3 separate regions of the Zea mays genome follow, and all the other regions are linked to region 1. The links are chromatin contacts, called in public Hi-C maps. All regions are on one chromosome and are shown on one strand. The core of a region is the stretch at or near the end of the contact, and the rest is flanking DNA. Distances in the headings are between cores, read along the strand shown. Region 1 holds the start of LOC100275326. Region 2 holds the start of LOC103637652 (GATA transcription factor 2). Region 3 has its middle 3.2 kb from the start of LOC111590714.

Region 1 (2,861 bases), core at 67-2,566:
TCCAAAGAACATGCTAATGTACTTGTTAATATATATATATATATATATATATGTATATATATATATATATATATATGGAGACATGGAGTTGTAGTGCTATATCTCTGGGTTTTATGCTGTACAATGAATGTATATATTGTCTTGCTTTGAAGTGTTCATGGCTATGTAGAATGTATATATTGTCTTGCTTTGAAGTGTTCATGGCTATGTAGACCTTACCTACTTGGCACAGTCGATGAAATAGACCATTTCTTCTTGCGTTCTACATATATTTATGAGCTTATTATTTTTTGTCATTGGCGCACACCTATTTTGGTGTTGACATATTATGAGTTTTATATCTCTAGTGATTTGGTTCTTTTTTTTTGACAGGATTCATGTTGTGTTTCTATTTACTAGCTTCTGATAGTCACATTGTATCTGCTAATGCTCTATTGCTTCTGTCAGGTCATAGGTGCTTATCATTTATTGGAGCTGGTCCATGCAAATCATTTTTTCTCAAAATCCAACGTGGCCAATCATTGGTAGGTCAAGTTAGTTGTATTCATGAAATCTTTTGTTTGTTGTTTCTTTGTTTAAAAACATGCTTTCATACTATTTTCGTGTAGGGGTCACGGGAAATGCTATAGAGAAAACAAGTTAGTTGTCAATTTGAGGATTCTCCGTGACAGGAAATAGAAGTGCTTAAAAAGTTGATTGTAAGTCAGTTGCATAGAAATACGATGCTTACATGAGATAAAAGACATGTAGCGTATGGTGACTTGTGGACATTATTAATGGGATGTAATGGTTATATATTAATGACTATTCGTTTGTGATATTTCCCTAAGATTTGTATAAGTTTGTAATTTATTGTGATAGTCTTAGCATTTAAATGAAGCAATTGACATGATATTATTAAAATCATATTGTATATAAAAGTATGCATGTTACTGATAGTTATAATGTAGTGGTGAAATAGCTAGATTAAAATAACAAAATTTATGTATAGCCATGATCACAAATGAATTATAAAACTTTTTCTTTTGCAATATGCACTCATAACTATAGATGACTTAGATGTACACACGGTGCAGACCCCGATACAAATTGTTTATCCTGGAGAGGACAATACAAATTGATAGGAGCTCTCTAGCCCAATGCCCCAATCGCGAATGAATCACACGCGGGCTAGATGATGATGGCCAGCCCATCGTTTGACCTTATTGGACCAGGTGCTGAAGCACTAGTGCGCACATTTGGGCCTTCAAATCCTGGACGTTCGAGTTAGCGGACCAAAAGCACAATATATTGAAGTAGTAGCTCGGCTCGGCCTACGAGAGCGATGCATGAAGTGTTCGAGTAACATCGAAGGAACCCTAATTCGCTAGGCCAACTTTAAAACCCTAGCCGCCGCTCCCAGCTCCGGAGCTGTCTGTTGCCACCCCGTCCTTGGCTACCGTAGCAGTTCCTATTGAAGAAAAAAACTTCACCGGTGGATTTCGTCTGGGTAATCCCCTTCCCCCTCCTATTTTCGTGGTAAACATCTTGCTATGATATATTTGATTATCGAAGTTTCTAGATCTGTTGCTTGTTGGATTTGTAATGGCGGGCCACTTTTAACTTCAGTTCAATACCGATGTCCATGGCCGACATATTCTGCTGAAAAAACGTAGAAGGTTATGGTTAAGTCTGTATCTCGACTTGGTGGCTAATTAGCCAACCACACACCGCAGCCTCAATGGCAGCACTCCCTGTGTGGATGGTCAGTAAGCCCACCTACATCAACTCGTGTTGTTGTGCCAATCGAAGGAAATACTTTGCCTAGTGGTTCCTTTTCTGACACTTTAACTCACAACTCGGTAATAACCAATAGTTTAGTTTTGACATCAAAAGGCAGAAATTTTCATCGTTAAAAAAAGCGATGCTGTATGGATTATATATTGTTGTTTTGATCTGGTGCAAACCGACTATTCGCTTTGATGTTCCATTGTAATGTCTCTATGTTTTATGTTGAGGTAGCATGCTGACTTCTTATCCAATCGCATATTTCAATAACGATGTCTATGGCCGATATATTCTGCTGAAAAACATAGAAGGTTATGATTAAGTCTGTTTTTGGACTTGGTGGCTAATTAGCCAACCACACACCGCAGCCTCTTTGGTGGCACTCCCTGTGTGGATGGTCAGTAAGCCCACCTACATCAACTCGTGTTGTTGTGCCAATCGAAGGAAATACTTTGCCCACTGGTTCCTTTTCTGACACTTAACTCACAGTGTGGTATGAACCAATAGTTTAGTTTTGACATCAAAAGGCAAGAATTTTTCATCACAAAAAAGAGATGCTGCATGGATTCTATAGTGTTCTTTTGGATCTGGTGCAAACTGACTATTCGTTTTGATGTTCCATTGTAATGTCTCTATGTTTTATCTTGAGGTAGCATGTTGACTTCTTAGCTGGTCGCATATTTTCAGCTGTGCAACTTATTCACCTAGATGTGGTTTTTGCGACTACATCTTGTATAATGAGCTAATTGGTCAATTGCCTAAATTTTTCCTTCAGGTTGTTGCGGACACTGCTTTCATGTTGCATGCTTTGCTTGTACTTCTAGCTTTCTATCTGTAAATATGTTTACAGAAGAGTCTCTTGCCAGTTAAGGGATACTAGTAAACTGGCCATTCTTTTCTTATCACTAGTTATTCTTGTGGCTGTTGCTTTGATATCCTAAATCCTAAATTCAATATAGTACTCTGAGCATTATGCTGTGCCATGTTCGTTGACAAATAATGAGGACCATGCTGCTTTGCAATCCTTTTATGCACTAGTCTCTTGCACTGTTTTTACGCACCAAGGAGAAACACAACATCTTTTGATGCTAGCA
Region 2 (2,958 bases), core at 47-2,546, 160 kb before region 1:
ACCGCCGCACGCCGCCGTCCGAGCCCGCCACCGCGTCCCCGCCGGGCCCCGGGCTCTTCCTGCCGCGCGCTGGCCTGTTGGACGACGACGGGAAGTCCGAAGACGAGCAGGACGACGAGGATGGCGACGGCTGCGACGGTGGGCGCGACACGAGGGAGTGCCACGCCGCCGCCGCGGGCGCGCGGGAGGACCGCTTGCTACGCGCGCCGCGGCCAGCTGGCGCCGCGGTGACGCAGCTGTCTTGGCCGGCCGAGGTGCCGCCTCCTCCGTTGCCTGCTGCCGCCGCCGCCATTGCGGCGTGCGCGGCCGCCGACGAGTAATTGGGCATGTCCGAGTAGGAGTCGTCCACGAACTTGGATAGCCACTCCAGCTCGGCAGCTTCCTCGCTCTGAATCATTATTACGTCGCGATTGTTAGTTTAGCGATCTCTAATGGCATGTGTAGGTGTAGATAGATGCACAGGTGCGCGATAATACGATCGTTTTTATTTTATATTAGTTTGGTACGTACGGGTATGTAGAACTCATCGGCGAAGGAGAGGAGCGACGTCTGGTGATCCGACGAGTTGGCGGCGGTGGGTGACGGCTCACCCATGGCTCCCGGGTGGTGGTGCCCCTTGTCAGTGGTCGCGGGCGCAGGCGCGGTGGGGAAGAACTCGTGGGCGCCGGCGCCGGCGCCGGTGGAGAGGTCGAGAAGGTCGTCCACGCGCATGGCGTCGCCGGCGCCGCCCGTGGGCGGCATCCCATAGTAGTGGTGGTGGTGCGGCGTGGAGTAGCTGGCGCCGCCGCTGTGGTGGCTGCTCATCGGCGCGGTGGTGATGCTGGAGGCGTTGTGGTGGTAGTGGTACGTGCCCATTCCCATGCCGAGCTCCACCCCCATGGCCATTTCCCACTCCGACGCCATCGCGAACACAACGTACAAGAGATAACTGAGGGAGGCCTAACCGTACGACGTACTTATGCAATTGGCACGCGGCAAGTTCCTTGAAACGAGCTAGTTCCAGTACGAGCTAGTAGCTAGCCTTGCTAGTCTTCGGTGACGAGAGTGAGTGTGTGTGTGAGAGAGGACTGAGGAGGGGGAGAGAGAGTTGGAGGGTATGGACTGGAGTGGAAGTGGAGTGATGAGAGGGGAAGGGGCGTGAGGAGGGGGAAGAAATAGTGCTGAGCTATCGGGGGCTCCAGTAACAGAGGAAGGGGTTGTTGCCAAGTAATTAATATAGAGGTAATTGGAGTAGAGAGGTGGAGCCAGTGCATGTGTATTCGTACACAAAACTATGTTTGACAAAAGCTGTGCATAAGATAGCATCAGGGAGGTGCGATTACGCGAGGAAGCTGCAGCCCAGCACGGCAGCAGGCCCTAACGTGCACCCATCCTCTCCTCTTTCTCTCTCTGTGCCCACCCACATGCATTCATATCCTCCACCACCACTCGTCTCGCACGCAGTCATTCATTCACACACACTCTCCCTTGGCATAATTCCGTTACCTACTGGCTGTGGCTGCTGCCTGTACCAGTAGCAGCAGTCCCAGTACTTTTTTTCCCCTTTTATTAAAGAAAAAAAATGGAGGAAGAGAAGGGGGAAAGAAAGAAAGAAAGTATCCGCTTACTTTAACCGCAATGCATGCACACGAGACCACGTGACTCCATGAGCTGTATGTAGCCTGTCCATGGAAGTGGATGCCGAAGCATCATCAATGCTGCTCGCCTCGCAGGGGCATTTGTTTCGTACGCAGCAGCAGCAGCAGGGCAGGGGGGAAAAGGTCTGCCACGCACGCACCCAGAATGGTAGTCGATCAAGTTCCTCTGTCCGTCCGTCGTCGTCGTCGTCACCGCCGTTTCCGGCGGCCTGGATTTATTGGCGCCTTCGGCGTCCTGGTCGCTCGTCTTTGCCGGTCTCGGCATGCAGTCGGCATCATCGCAATAAAGCTAGAGCTCCATCCACCACCCCTCAACGGTCAGCAGCACGGCGCGTACCGTCCCCGGCCGCGCTAGCTGCGCACGTTTCGACGGATTTGGGAGGGGAGGCCGGGTTCGCCGCGCCGGCGCTCCCCGAGGAATCTTTTCTTTATCCGGGGAGGCCACGGCCGGGCCAGCCGCTGCCGCCTGCGTACGTCCGTCCATGCATGCTTCGGTATGCGGCGACTGCGCATGTGCCATTCAAGGCGGAGGCGGGCGTATGTAGCACTCCTGCTGCGTCGACGCGCGGGCAACGCAAACTGCCGTAAAGGCAAACCTTCCCGACGCATCCCACATTGCTTTGCTTCGATAACTGCAGTGCTTCATAACTCTCTCACCGCTGCTGCACCCCCACGGCGTGCATGGTCCCTCCTTAACGAAAAAAAAATGTGACTATCGATTTTCTACAAGTCAAACAGTTTTAAATCTTATCTCTTTATACCGTGTCTCCAATAGAGTGTGGAAAATAGTGAACGCGGAACTGTAAATGATACTGTTTAACACTGTTTGCAGAGAAAAATTTAAAATAGTAAATAATATATGGGATTGAATAGTGGATCTGCTAGAGACACTCTTACGCTAGAGGCTTCAATCACGTTAATTCTCACCTAGCACGCTAGAAAAAATCTCACGGACGATGGAAACTGTGACAGAACCTCCCAAGTCATTAGGCCCACCTACAGTTGTCCTTGTCCAACGGACCTCAGACAACCCTGCAGGTGCACCTGATCACTTAACAAGTTCGGTATCTGACTTCCTTACCTTTCCCAAGAGTGTTTCATCCGTCACGTAGACATTACAATACATCGGAGATGCGGAAGCAGTTACAATAACTTTACTTTATTGAAAAGTAAGACGGAGTTATATAGTTACAGATCAGAGCATAATATATGAGTGCTAAGTATTATTATTACAAAACATGGGAGGCAAAAACTCCTCCCCGAATAAACAGTAAAAGTTTTTAACGGAGGGTCTTTCCTCCCGCAGCTTTAGTCTTGGTTC
Region 3 (3,052 bases), core at 490-2,989, 220 kb before region 1:
AAAGCTCTCGAACGGTGTGCCCTTCAAAAAATCAGTAACATCTGCCCAGTTATCTATATGATCGCACAATTGTTTTGTGTGGATTTTCACATGTCGACTGAACAGCTTCCTCTTTGGCAATCTGAGAAAATCCAGAACATCCATGAGCATCCGAAGACAGGAACAACAAGCTGGTCAGGAAAATGAGGAGTGTGTTTTAGCCTCAACAGAACGATACGGAACAACAGCGCCTCACCGTGCGATTGCTGACAACATCCTCGTAGCACAGATTTGATAGGGGCAAAAGTGTCCGGTCACTAGCTGCCAATATAATCAAATAAGGTTAAGTTTTAAATAACCCCCTAAATAGCATTTTGTCTGTAAGACAATGTTTGATAATGGTCTCTTGGCAAAGCGTATTCCCATAATGGCATTTGAGCGAATCCAAAGTTTCATAATGGCATAAATCCAATTTTCTCCTGTGCCAGTGAATTTGGGCTAGTGAACTTTGGTTTGAAATCTGTGAACTTGTCTGAAACCTGGATCCTTTGGGACACTGAGACATGTCTAAAACTTGTGTTAGTCTGAAACTTTTGTGACATTTTAAAACACATAAATTCACTGGTTCACAGAAATCTGAAGCACAGGCTCACAAAAGTTCACTGGATTCAGACATTTTCAACAGATTCATCCAGTTTCAGATGACAATGTGTGTTTGAACCAGTGAACTTGTCAAACTGGTTGTGAACCTGTGAACTAGTTGTCAAACTGGTTCCGGCTGTTTAGTTTGCATCTCTACAGGTGCAGCTGCACGCGTGGAGTCCTAAAGCATCTCATGTTTGGTTCATGTGTGCAGCCATGCAGGATCAGCTGATGCAAAATTGGTCGTCCATCCAGCTCCGCTCAGACGTGTGCCACGGGCATCTCTGCGCATGCAGGATACAGGCATGCAGGCACGTAATACGGAATGTAATTTAGTTTTGTTTTTTATTATATTTTTTAAGTAAAAGATTTTATATTTGTGTATCTAATTTTTTTACGAACAAAACTAGACTACACATGCTATATAATATTTAAAGATTTATTTATGTACTCTTCTCTGATACATATATCGGTACAACTGACCAAACAAAGTCTGTACCTAATCTGTTGGGTCTGTGAAAGCAACCAAACAAATATGTCTTGCATGAGTTCAACCTGATGCTACTTATCCTGGCTCCGTTCGGGCATCCTGGTTAGAGTGATACGGCAACCAATCAGACGAGTTGTGAAGTTGTCAAGCTATTTGTGAACCAGTGAACCTGTGAAATGGTTGATTTTGTCTCAAACTGGTTGTAAACTGAAACTATGAACTAGATGTATGTTTCAATCTGGTTTTAACCTGTCAACTGAAACTGTGAACTACCTGTCACATGTGAACTGAACCTGTGAACTCAAACTGAAACTGTGAACTTGTGAACTCAATCTGAAACTTGGGACACAAACTTGGGAAATAAACTTGTGATAGAAACTGGGGACTGAAACTTGTGAACTTGGAACAGAAACGGAAACTGAAACTCGGCATGGTTCTCATAAACTGAAACTAAAACTGAACCTTTCAATACTCAGCATGGAACATAAATCACAGGTTCAGGAACATAAATCACAGGTTCAGGAACATAAATCACAGGTTCAGTAACTGTGCACCTCACGGTGGACGGAGCCGACGGAACGGGCGATGCTCACCGGACCTTACCTCCCCTTCGATCTGTACCGTGGCAGTTTCTGTGTGCTTTTGTTGAAGACGGAGAGACGAAGAAGGCAGTGAGCAGGACGACGTCAACAGACGGAGAGGGTATTATGGCCAGAGGCGCTGCTAGATCCACTCGTCAGATGTCTAAAAAACTGGTTGGGGTGTTTTGACGAACAAACACTACCAGAGTGACCTAGTTTTACAATGGCTACCAGTGGCGGGCTATTTTGAAGACTTAGACCGTCAACTACGAACAAACACTACGAACAAACTAACCGACGATGCTCAATAGGATTAGAGGTCGGCGATAGATTTAAATGCTCGGTGATACTGGCGGACGATGCCCATGTTAGATGTTACCAATCTGCATATGCGACGATTAGAGCTCCAAATGGTCGGCGATGATACCTCGAAATTATACCCCTGTTAATCTCCCTGTTAATGCACCTCCCCTTCTCAGCACCTTTCTGCTCTCTTGTACATGTCGTGTTCGTGGCTTCGTGCTCGTCCAGGGACTAGATTATTTGATTCTTTACAGCAACTTGCTTCATTGTTACCCTTTAGTCCTGAATCGATCAAGTTGTTGCTGCACCTGTGTATCATATTAGTATGTTGTCGCATGTGAACTGTCAAAAATCATTCACGTTCAGCCAAAGCAATTAAATTAAATTAAATGGTTTGAGTCCAGCCACACTCATCACCAAACAGAATCTTCATATACACAGGTCTCATTCGAACTAGATTCATGCTAGTACTCCTTTAGATTAGTAAGCAAATTCATATTTGCTGCTAGCACTCATACAGTAGATTGAGCACTATGCCAAATGTACAGCCGAGATCATTTGTTATAAAGAGAACTGGCTATAGAGTGCTAATAATCTAGTTAGTCAGATGTGTCATGTTATTATAGTGGTGTGCAAACTTGAATTATATCAAGACCAAGCACATGATTATTTCTATAGGGACAACATATCCTCAGCAAGGCATGACATTCATGCAAGTTGTAGAAAGGAGAAGTGTGTTGGTCTAAATCAGACACAAGACATCACACGCACATTCAAAATTTGCAGGGAGTTGATAAGTAGTATAATCAAGCAATATCTAGAACCATCAGTTCATCATAGTTACCTGCAGCGTTTTGAGTGTCCACGTGAATAATACTCGTTGATTTCTTAAAGTGAATATGTGCATTTTCTTGAATATCAGAGTGACTAGAGGCCGATGATGCCCATTTTACCAATCTGCATCGTTGTACTCAAATCAACTGTATTTTTATCAACTGATTGCTCAAAATGGTCGTTGATGATAGCATCTGTTTTTATCAACTGTATTTGAGATTGG

The links. A called contact is a pair of places that touch in the nucleus more often than the background predicts.
Region 2: a Hi-C map of ear shows a contact between it and region 1, with 2.6 times the contacts expected there. The contact joins the promoter of LOC103637652 here to the promoter of LOC100275326 in region 1. A contact is called at or near these places in 2 of 25 Hi-C or Micro-C datasets (ear and tassel).
Region 3: a Hi-C map of tassel shows a contact between it and region 1, with 6 times the contacts expected there. The contact joins the enhancer-like site here to the promoter of LOC100275326 in region 1. A contact is called at or near these places in 4 of 25 Hi-C or Micro-C datasets (ear, leaf, tassel and 1 more).

The regions. Positions count from the first base shown.
Region 1 is chr1:91,895,822-91,898,682 of Zm-B73-REFERENCE-NAM-5.0, reverse strand. LOC100275326 reads left to right here and starts at 1,316. Exons shown (of 2, transcript NM_001327844.1): 1 at 1,316-1,489.
Region 2 is chr1:92,054,327-92,057,284 of Zm-B73-REFERENCE-NAM-5.0, reverse strand. LOC103637652 (GATA transcription factor 2) reads right to left here and starts at 1,296. Exons shown (of 2, transcript XM_008660116.4): 1 at 511-1,296; 2 at 1-388. The coding sequence starts at 903.
Region 3 is chr1:92,117,263-92,120,314 of Zm-B73-REFERENCE-NAM-5.0, reverse strand. No RefSeq gene overlaps it. Among protein-coding and RNA genes, the nearest start is that of LOC111590714, 3.2 kb to the left of the region's middle. Within about 2 kb of position 1,739, at least 2 of the 20 cell types and tissues checked have an H3K27ac peak or open chromatin away from gene starts, as enhancers often do.